Regions from separate parts of the Gossypium hirsutum genome. Here region 2 is linked to region 1. Evidence: chromatin contacts called from public Hi-C data. All regions are on one chromosome and are shown on one strand. The core of a region is the stretch at or near the end of the contact, and the rest is flanking DNA. Distances in the headings are between cores, read along the strand shown. Region 1 holds the start of LOC107908494 (actin-histidine N-methyltransferase). Region 2 holds the start of LOC107915432 (RCC1 domain-containing protein RUG3, mitochondrial).

Region 1 (5,814 bases), core at 1,550-4,049:
AAAGCTTTCAATTTCTGCTTATAACATTTGTCAGATATTTTAAGGGATAGAGGTAGCTCTACTGAATCATTAAGATTTGTGCCCTCTTTTGGAACAAATCCATAAGATAATAGCAGCTCTGCATTAGATTTTTTGCCATATGATATGAAAACCTGCATAAAATAATGCAAGTAACCAGTCATCGATAAGACATTTTAAACTTTCTGGTCCAGAAATCTAAACATTGAAGAAGTTCATGTGTACAACAGGCTAGCCTGAAAGTCTATGATCATTATAAAACGTTACTTTTAAGGATCAGTCCTTGTTCCAAAATGTATATATCGAGCAAAATCAGTTTGGATACACAGAGTGCATATGCGCGTCACATACTGCCATTACCTTCGCCCTGCAAAACTAACTTATTTTGGTTTATAGGGCTCACAATTATATCCCATTATCTTCCTTTTCCTTTCAATATAACATTGATGCACACTATAGGCTACATGCATTCATGTTTTCTATATGCAGCAGGAAAATATCATGCATATACCTATGTGCATTTATAGTAAGTTTTTTTCCCCTTCTCATGAAGCTTCCATATCTGAATACCAACCCGCTCTCTTGCAGGAAGCCTGTAATCTTTTAAGGCATATCATTGACAAAACCAAGTAACAATATAAGTTTTACGTACTGTGTCCCACTGATTTTATTATTGCTCCAATCATCTGAATGTCCCAGAGATCGAAGAACATAACATGATATATATTTACTATGAGGATCTGATTTACCTGCTCACCTGACTGATATGCCCGATCAGTTGTAAAGACAACTGCCTGTGATGATTTGTCATAATTCAAATATGTTTCCACCTGAATCAGTAAAAACAGATAGAGCACTCAGATTGGCATAGACACCCAATTTTATCTAGGTTCTTTTGACCCGAAGTTAGTCCTTGATTTTTGCAAATTATGGCAGTTATATATCTCACAAGCATATTTAATAGAGAAAGACCTCTCTATACCTCACAGCTATGATTGAGCATATCTGCCCAAGGAACCAAGGCAACCTTTCCATCCATTGAAGATAGGTATATCTGTGTTTAACAGAGAAATAAAGATTTTAAAGCTTCCATTCTTCTGAATTTTCTTCTTTTGTACATTTTCTTAAACCATAAGTTTTACATGTAAGAATTTTATATGATGGATATATATGTGTATATGTATGTATAACTGGTATCAAAGTGAACTTGAAAGTACGGCATCCCTCTTTGGTTGGATTTAGTTTGAATTGACAAACACAGTTGAGGTTAACATCCATTATAACATTTCAAAGTACACCTGCTTACCAATCGTGATAAGAGAATGCCAAAAGACCATCTGAAAGTCACCAAATTGAATACCTGCAAATAATTTATACTGCAAAATAAATAGAAAGCGATATGTTGTTCTGACTCCTCATTTTTCTTTAAGTACTCATTTCCAACGCATATTTGAAATAGGTATGAGGATATGATCCTCTAAGCACTCTCCAAATACATGTATATCTTGAAAAAAAATTGAAGATATCCGTGCTAGACATATACCTATATCCAACAACTTTGATCTAAAATCTAAATTTAAAGACAGCAGGATATTTGCAAAAAGGGGTTGATAAAACAACCTAAATGCAAGTAAAGTTGAATTACTAAAAACATATACTTCCTTTACTAGTTTTTTTCTTAAAGAGAACAAATACTTGGATAAAACAAGATGCTATTTCCTTACTGATTGAACTTACACACACACATGTATATATGGGTAAAGATGTTTTCATTTGCCCTATCGCAGAAGCTTCATAAAGTGGTATCATCAGAAGCAGATCATTAGAATAACGCTTCAAATTACACTAACATAGCAGAAAACTAGTTTTGCATTGTAGAGCTATGTTGCTTTGACTTTTTTGTTTCCAACACGCATTTAGGTAACGTATGAGGATATGGATCTCAAAGGATGCTCCATAGAAAAACATAAAAAAAATTTAAACTTCCTCGTCTCTGACACTCACGTCTGAGTCTGAGTAACATAAATATGGAGTGAGTACCTCTTTAGGGAATAAATGAGGATGCTTGGAAAATATCCTACGTCTTAAATCGTCGAATCTACATGAAACATGAGAACAATTTATTGGAAGCAAATTAGAAATTTTTATACTCACTATGTTACTCTAACTCAGGGATGAGAGTCAGATTCATGTTTGTGTCCAACACGATATGTTAAATTTCGTATAAGAATCATACCCATACTCATATCCAAATATATATTGGATAGAGATTTCAGACATGAATACTTTAAACAAAATGAAGACAAGGAGCAATATAGTTCTAGGAATATAAACCAATAACCTAATATGAACCAAGTAATGGTTGAGAGCCATACGTTCCAGTAATATCAGCAATTCTTTCAATAGCCCGAAGCCTTATCTGCGATGCTTTGAGATACCTGTCTAGTTCTGATCGTGTCCTGAAACAATACAGAGAGACTGTACAGGGAAAATCTGAGTAACCCCTCTATGCATAGCAAGGTAAAACTCTTGAGAGTTCAACCATGCCACCAAGTAGGCAAGGCCAGAAAAGAATCTTTGTTCTACTTGGGCTCGAGTTCAAGTGTCAGATATGGGTCTTTGGCTGACATGTATTATTCAAAAATTTCCTAGATTTTCATGTGTTGAAAGGTCTCTGAAAGATTATGTCCTCGTATTCACTATTCATGCTCAAGTATGTATTGGACACGAATATTTAAAGAAAAATAAAGAGATGAAACTCACCAGTATAAAAGAGAATAGGGTTGTCGAGGTAAGGAAGATATATAATTGCTCCATCTGGAAGATTTCTGGAGATTTGCTTCACTAATAAGATAGGTTGCTGTTGCGGAAAGGATCGATTCGAGAACTCCGATATGACTACAAGTAAATTGACCGGAACGAAAAATAAAGTGAACACAAGGATTTACGTGGTTCGGCTTTAATGCCTACGTCCACGGGCAGAGGCGAAAAGAAATTTCACTATAACAAGATGAAGATTACAAGTGTTTTACACTCAAGACACAACCCGAGAACCTCACAACTCTCAACCCCTATAGAAAACCCGAAAGCTAAAATCCTAGCTTTCAAAGAACAAGCTTTGCTCTCTCTTGGTTTGGGATGATCAATATGGCTAATGAACCTCTCTATTTATAAGAGAGTTCAAGGACATAATTGTCCAAAACTTTGGCAAAGATTTGTGGTTGAAAATGGACACCAACAACCATCCACTAATCCACTACCACCAACAACCCACTACCAACAACAACAATCCACTACCAATTTTAAGTCATTTCTTAACAGTTGCTAACAATGGCAAATCTGCAACATTATGCTGTTTTAATACGTGACCAACCTCAGGTGAACTCCAATCCTAAGATTAAAGAACAATTATAACGTTAAAACCAATTAAAACTGCTCCAGTGTTTAAATCTGATTGAAAATTTTAACTAAAAACCAATAAACCAATATATAAAATACTCCTAAACTTGGTCATGAACAAAATCAGTTCTAATAACTTACTGAATCTGAAGTGATGAGAGCGAGGGAGGCACAAGGAGAAGCTTCTCGCCCCTGTTGATTTTCTTCAAAGCAACCAATCCTCTCTTTCCCATTTCCACTTTGTTTATCCCCACCTTTTGAGGAGGCAAGCCGGAATCCAACAACCATTTTTAAAGAGCCTCAGCATTCTCCAAGGAATCAATGTCGCAGCCCCAAGGCAGGGTCGTGTCCGACGACATCGTTTTGGTTTCGGAAATTGAGCGTTGAACCGAGCGTGCTCTCTTGAGATGAAGTGAAGGGTGACTGTGAGAATAGCTTAGCTTGAAGTGGAGTCGTGGAGAGAAAGTTGGAAGGGAGAAAAGGGTAGCGTGGAAGGTTCTAGAAGCTTCGGCCATGGCTGGGAACTTCGAAGGAGGTTACGTGTAATCTGATTAAAAAGGAAAAAAAAATTCTAAGCGCGACGTGGTGAAAATGGTGATTGGGATTTGGTCGTTTTTGACGGTTACATCCAACTAAACTACAGTATCAATTTTATCTAAAAAACATATTTTGTTTTATTACTTAAAATATTATTATTTTTCTATTATAACTTTGCTTCTTATGTATAATGAATATTCAGGGCAAAATATCAATAAAATCCTCTTTTTTTTTTAAATTAGTAAAATGGGCCCATTAAAAAATTAATTTCAGGAATGGTCCAATTCCCCGAAAATGCGTCCACATCAATACGTTGTCAGGTGACGAGGCAGGAAAACGCTTCTTTAAGGGAGCGCTTTGCTTACGTGGACATAAAACGCGCCCTCAAGGACGTGTTTTGCCTGTGTCTCCTGTTGTTTAGGGTTCTGGATTTTTGCTAGTTAGGGTTTTGGGTTAGGGTTTTTAGGTTTTTAGGTTTAGGGTTTTAAAGAAAAAATTAAATAAATAAGAGATTAGGGTTTAGAGTTTATTAATTAAATTAATTATGAATTTTTTAAAATTGTATTAGGTTTCGTGTTTATGATTTTTAAAGAAAAAATTAATTAAATTAGAATTTAGGGTTATTTGAGTAAATTAATTAAAAATTTTAAAAAATCAGATTGGGGTTTAGTGTTAATTTAAAAAAGCTCCCACGTGGACGCGATTTTGCTACAGTAGCTCCTGAAAAAATAATTTCGAAAAGACGTTTCTGAGCAAATAGTGTCAAAAAACGCTTTAAGCAGGATGCTTTGTCAGCAAAAGTACTGAAAGAAGCTCCCACATGGACTCGCTTTTGCTACAGTAGCTCCTGAAAAAATAATTTCGAGAAGACGTTTCTGAGCAAATAGTGTCAAAAAACGCTTTAAGCAGAATGCTTTGTCAGCAAAAGTACTGAAAGAAGCCCCCACGTGGACGCGCTTTTGCTACAGTAGCTCCTAGAAAAATAATTTCGAGAAGACGTTTCTGAGCAAATAGTGTCAAAAAATGCTTTAAGCAGGATGCTTTGTCAGCAAAAGTACTGAAAGAAGCTCCCACCTGGACGCGCTTTTGCTACAGTAGCTCCTGAAAAAATAATTTCAAAAAGACATTTCTAAGCAAATAGTGTCAAAAACGCTTTAAGCATGATGCTTTGTCAAAAAAAGTACTAAAAAAAGCTCCCACGTGTACACGCTTTTGCTACAGTAGCTCATGTTTGGCTTGAGGGTGTAAATGAGACAAAAAATTTTCTTAGATTGCATAAGTTACAGCAAAAAAAATTTAAAGAGTCTAAGAAGGATAAAAATTGAAGATAAGTGAACGTATTAGTGCTGTTATTTACTATGATTGTGAGGTTCGTCACACCGAGAATGGTGTTGTTTTTTTATCGGATAATACAATGCGGCTGGTTTTTAACCAGAACATAGATTTGACAGAACTTCGTAAAAGAATTAGGCGTAAAATATTCGAAACAATGCCAATGAAAGTTCTGTCTATTACGTATCGGTTTTGTTCTTCTGTTGATTCGATGACATATGACTCGTTCGACGTAAAAGGTGCTTGTAGCTTTGAGGCAATGGTGCAGACTCATCTCGCTATTGGAGCACCCTATATGGAGTTATATGTATAATTTACATCGCCAAATGATGCACTTGTGACTGTTGTTCGAGAGGTATACACGGCCCCTACCCGACACTCAGTTAGTGGGTTACAAAATACGGAACAACCCATGTTTGGTATCGGTATGGAATACACATCCCCTGCACGACACTTTATCAGTAAATAGGACATGCACCTCGATGGGTCGATGTTTGATGCTGGAAATACGTACTGGGGAACGACATC
Region 2 (5,814 bases), core at 1,987-4,486, 210 kb before region 1:
GAAAAAAAAAGCAGGTTAAGGAAGTAAATTGATGAATTCAACTAAACCAAGCTCTTTAATCCTTGAGCCATCCTTAACAGGCTCATTACATGTTCCAGTACTGTAAGATTTCAGTTTTCAGTATGCAGTAAACATATTTTTCCCCATGCTCTACTATAACCATAACTCACACCTTGTTGACCCTAATTCCTAGTTTCAAGAGTATGTTGCCTGTCCATGTAGTATGCTTGGCAAACAAGGGTACAAGTTTCAAAAAATATTTGAAGTCGTGGTATTATATTATGGCTACGTTTTGCTCCTTAATTAGTGTTTGTCTCAGTAGACATTAGATAGTTTATCTTTCTAATCTATCTTTTGGATAAAAAAATAATTAAATACCCATAGGAACAATATAACGAAATGTAAAATATATAGACAGGTAGAGAGACATTACCACCCCAATTCCAAAGTTTTCCATCCTCCGTCAATGCCATTGTGAAGAAACCACCACAAGAAACTGCAGCAACAGGAGTAGGTAATTCTTTCACTTTGGATGGGATACTAAGTCCACCTCCCTCATTTGGGCCCCGACCAGGACCAAGACCTAATCTGCCATCCCCTTCCTCTCGGCCCCAGGTGTACAAGTCTCCTAATTCAACGAATAACAGCTGTATTCAGATCAGGCAAAGCAACAAAACATATATACGAAGATGACCACCTATAATGTGAGAAATGAGCACACATGATAGATAGCATGACATCTAAAACCTGTTAATAACACCAATTTGCTATTTTTTCAGCATACATTAAGGTACATGATTCTCCTTCGATTTCCCATTGTTTGCTGCATTCTTCTTCAAAGTTTCAATTTATAGTTATCATTAACTAAACCAATCCCTTCTGCCATCAATACACTCTTCCCTTCTCCTTTCTACTATATTTTACCTTCTGTACAGACAAAAATGCTGCAGGGCATGTTATCCATGTGCTAAATAGAAAGTATTATTATCTTCTCCGTTCTGAATGTACTTCTTTTATCAGTTTTCATATCTGACGACAAGAGAGATTCCACATACAGGGAAATGGAAGTACCGAGCATGTCAGAAGTTATTTTACAGACTAGTGTTGCAGTTTGATGGTTCACAAAGTTCACCTTCATTTATTAAACAAGTGATTGAACATACAAAGATACACAAAAAGAAAGCAGAGAATAAGCTGTATGATGCTTGAAAAATGATATATTGCATTGCATTCAAATTATCCAGGTTTGTAAAAAAAATCAAATCTGATACTATGGCTTGAGGCAAATTTTCTTCCAAAAAGTTGATGATAAACTAGAAATGTGATAAGTATTGAGATTGCATTAAGTATCTTTGTCTTTTGAGAACATACATTCAGGTTCAATTTATTTCTTAATTGTTTCCACATTCTAAGCACAGGGACTTTACGTACCATGATTCATTAAAATGACAAAAGTTAATCATTGACATGAGTTTCATAAAGCAAGATCACAGGTAAAGGCAGTCGAGATCTATATTATGATGATTGACAACATTGAAAACCTGATTCAGTGACGGCAGCAGTATGTGTCCCACTAGTTGCGATATGACGTATATTTCTACTCCAGTTTCCTTCTACCAATCTTGGGACGAGTTCTCTATGATAAACACGATGTCCAAGTGCACCAAAACCCCCATAACCCCTGCAAACTTCATTTTAAGAAGAGAAATAGTTTGTACTAATGGTTTTGGCCAAAAACAATTCAACTGAAGCAAGAGTACCACAGACTCGTAACTTAATAGACAGCTAATTAAGAAAAAAGCTTCACCACTTCTATCCTATAAAGAGGATTCAGTTGATAGTTAATCAAATAATAATAAAAAAAGAACATCTACAAAGAATTAGCTTGAACTGTCTTCTTCCTCCACCTCTCCAACACACTTGCCAGTTGAGAGGTAAGGACGGCCTCTACCACAAAGTCCCTAATCATGGCCAGCTTTTACCCAAATAATTTCCAGGATACAAATCTCAAAATAACATCTATTTTCCTTATCTAACTCTCTCACTCTATAACTTATTTAAAAGGGAAAAAGAAGAAAAAGTGTACAAAAAAACAAATGAAAATCCAAAATTCATGCAGTAGGATTAATGATTATAAAGAATCATTTGGTTTACTTAAAAGCTTCAATTTTATATCTCTAATATGTGAATTCTGATATAAAACATTCTAATGGGTATTCGTTAATCACACATCTCTGGTGCAGTAGTATAAGAAATCTTGAGCTTGATCTTGAAAAAGATGTTTGGCCTCATTGATCCATATAAACCTTCTATATTTAACATACATTGAAGTAACATTTATACATTCAATCATCAAAACTAGAGCTCACGTAGTCTCTACCTATCTTTCATTTATCTATCTCCTCAATCCCATGTTTCCTCTCCAATAGATTTAACTCCTTCCACTGACCTAGAACGCTAAGGCTATAACCATAGGAAAAGGCTCCACTTCCACTATCATTTTTCTTCTGTTATCCTGAATAAGCTTTTTGAATATCAACTTGAATTCTCATATAATGTTATAAACTTAGTTTCTGGTATCTAGTCAACTGTATGTTTCAGCTGACTAATTATCAAAAATCACTCAAAGGAGAAAATAACACGGAGCAAAGTTCTTTATATCAAGGATAATAGCTAGAATTGGATGAACATCAAGGAAGACGAAGAGAACTGACCAAGTAAAGACCTCGCCTTTAGAAGTTAGAGCCACAGAATGAAGACCACCAAGAGCGACAAAGGAAACAGAATCCCAGTGAGGGTTCAAAGTAGGCACAAAAGCAGGATTTTCATGACCAAAACCGAGACGACCTCCATCACCTTTGCCCCACATCCACAACTTGCCGCCGATAACCAAACCCGAATGGAACAACCCGCATGATATCCCAACCGAATGCAAAGTTTGATCCTTTTGATCTTGGTTTTGGGTTTTGCCTGGGGTTGGGGAGAGGGAAAAGGAAGCATGGGGAAAGAGGAGATTGGCTACTGGAGATGGGTATATTCTGATTTCTTCAATGCCACCACCTAGTTGGCCTGATGCTCCCCTGCCCCATGAAAGGACTTGGAGTGTCACGGCTTCATTTCCGTTGTCTTCGTTGATCTCTGGGCTTTTGTAAAGAAGAGGAACTTTGCCTTTGGTGGCGGTGCTAAATGAAGAAGAGAGGCGGCGGTAGAGAGGACTTGAAAGGCGGTGTGCCATCACTCTTTAGGCCCAGTCTCAGTCTGCACTCCCAATTAAATACAAATAAATATAAAGAGACTCGGGCCAATAGGGAAATGGGAGGAGGCTGACTTGGGGCCTAGCTAGTGCCTATTGTATTCTACAAATGGAAGATAAATAGATTTATTTCACTCAGTCAAAAGGGTTCCTTTTATTTTACAGTTCCAGTGCTGTGCCGGATTCCGATGGAGATGGAGCAGCTCTTAAGCATGGGATTCTCAAGTGAATTAGCAGCACAGGCTCTAGCGGCCACCGGCGGCAAATCCACCCTCAAAGCCACCGAATGGATCCTTTCCCACAAATCCTCCAATCCAAACCCGAACCAGAACCCAAACCCCTCTCCTCCTCCCTTTCAACCAAAACTCGACCGCTTCTTCCATCTTCACACCAAGCTTTCCACTTCCCCTTCATCCCCTGAACCCACTGCCACCGCCCCAAGCATCCATACTGTACCCGAACACGACCCAGATGATGATTCCACCACCCCATCTCCGCACCATAACAAACGTCAAAAGTTGCAACATCCCAAACCCACCATTCAACTAGGCAAAACCGATCGAACCCATGAGCCTTTGTCGGAACGGATGCGTCCTCGTACTGTTTTCGAAGTTGTTGGTCAAGAACACATTCTAGGTAACAATTCTCTTCTCCATTCTGCTATTGATCGCAATAGAATCCCTTCCATTATTTTTTGGGGTCCTCCTGGTACTGGTAAGACTTCCATTGCTAAATCCATTATTAACTCGGCTCAAGACCGGTCTATGTATCGATTCGTATCTTTATCTGCTGTTACTTGTGGGGTTAAGGATGTTAGAGATGCTGTTGAGGAAGCTAGGAAAATGAGGGTTAAGAATAATAAGAGGACTCTGCTTTTTGTTGATGAAGTTCATAGGTTTAATAAATCACAACAGGATTCTTTCTTGCCTGTGATTGAAGATGGAAGCATTGTGTTTATGGGGGCAACCACTGAGAACCCTTCGTTTCATTTGATTACACCATTGTTGTCTAGGTGTAGGGTTCTTACATTGAATCCTATAAAACCCCATCATATTGAAACTCTTTTGAAGAGATCAGCTAATGATAATGAGAAGGGATTGTCTCAGAGCGTGGGCATGAGGGTCGATGTTAAGGATGATGCTATTTATTTTTTGTCCATGAATTGTGATGGTGATGCTCGTGTGGCATTGAATGCTTTGGAAATCGCTGCCACCACGGCGGCTGCTCGAGTGGCTGATAATCAACTAGAACAAAATGATGAAGCAGTTGTTACAGTGGATGATGTCAAAGAAGCTCTCCAATGCAAGCATCTTGCATATGACAAAGCAGGGGAAGAGCATTACAATTTGATCAGTGCCCTCCACAAGTCGATGCGAGGAAGCGACGCGGATGCAGCAATCTATTGGTTGGCAAGAATGCTGGAAGGAGGTGAAGAGCCTCTATATATTGCACGAAGACTAATAAGGTTTGCCAGTGAGGATGTTGGGTTGGCTGATCCATTAGCCCTAAACCAAGCTGTTGCCTGCTATCAAGCTTGTCATTTCTTGGGCATGCCCGAGTGCAATGTGATTCTTGCACAATGTGCTGCTTACTTGGCTTTGGCTCCTAAGTCTATCTCAGTGTATCGAGCCATCGGAGCTGCACAGAAGGTTGTTCGGGAATCTGTAGGACAAAACGAGGGAGTGCCGCTTCATTTAAGGAATGCACCAACCAAGCTTATGAAGGAACTTGGATATGGAAAGGATTATATATATCCCCCTGATAACCCATCATCGTCAACTCAGTCATATCTACCACCTTCTCTTCTTGGGTACAAGTTCCTCGATTGGCCAGATCAAAATTCAACACAACAATAAGAGTCATGCCATCATGCTTCGGGAGTTCAGGGAAATTCTTTCTGAATTCGGTAATCTTCACTGTTCATCAAAGTCTTTTGTGGATATGCCTTTCTATAGGTGAAAGAAAGTTCAGAAATATGGTATATTATCTTGGATCATCTTTTCTTTTGACTATTACAAGACATAGTTGACTTTTACAACGAAGTAGTCAACCAACCTTTTGTAGATGAAGCTATTAACTGCCATGTGTCCATCGTTAATATTGATGGATCTATGATACTGCATATAATGTTGGACAGTGATAGATTGATAATTATTAATGAAAGTGATGGAGCCTTATGAAAAGATCCTCACGTTAATAACACAAAGATGTCAGGCCAAAATATAACACAAATATGTTAACAGATACACAATCCATTAGCAACTGTTAGACCTCTTAACTCTAAGCAATGCGTATTATAGGGCATCCAATTACATTCACGTGATTTGCATTAATACAACAAATCCATGAAGCCAAAACTTACAACTACTACTGCAAGAAGACACTCCCTAAAAGAAGAGCATCTTAAAAATAAAGGAACCGATGGGAATTTTCGAAAGGATTGAAAGAAACTCAACCAGAAGTATCAGATCCATTCCTTAGGATTGATGCAGGCATCTAACAGTTTCCACTCTTCACTTCCCTCTTCTGGTTTCTGTATGTCATACAAAGAAAAAGACCCT

Evidence for each region. Hi-C and Micro-C count contacts between places; a contact is called where the count stands out from the background.
Region 2: a contact with region 1 is called in a Hi-C map of leaf, with 2.0 times the contacts expected there. The contact joins the promoter of LOC107915432 here to the promoter of LOC107908494 in region 1. A contact is called at or near these places in 3 of 34 Hi-C or Micro-C datasets (all in leaf).

The regions. Positions count from the first base shown.
Region 1 is chrD08:6,376,804-6,382,617 of Gossypium_hirsutum_v2.1, reverse strand. It overlaps LOC107908494 (actin-histidine N-methyltransferase), which reads right to left and starts at 2,799. Exons shown (of 11, transcript XM_041099668.1): 1 at 2,782-2,799; 2 at 2,394-2,477; 3 at 2,059-2,116; 4 at 1,325-1,378; 5 at 1,001-1,072; 6 at 768-848; 7 at 1-152. The coding sequence starts at 1,057.
Region 2 is chrD08:6,587,572-6,593,385 of Gossypium_hirsutum_v2.1, reverse strand. It overlaps LOC107915432 (RCC1 domain-containing protein RUG3, mitochondrial), which reads right to left and starts at 3,236. Exons shown (of 6, transcript XM_016844594.2): 1 at 2,715-3,236; 2 at 1,542-1,681; 3 at 434-628. The coding sequence starts at 3,235. LOC107915421 (ATPase WRNIP1) reads left to right here and starts at 3,425. Exons shown (of 1, transcript XM_016844585.2): 1 at 3,425-5,436. The coding sequence starts at 3,442. The coding sequence ends at 5,109. LOC107915439 (oxygen-dependent coproporphyrinogen-III oxidase, chloroplastic) reads right to left here. Exons shown (of 9, transcript XM_016844603.2): 9 at 5,464-5,786. The coding sequence ends at 5,718.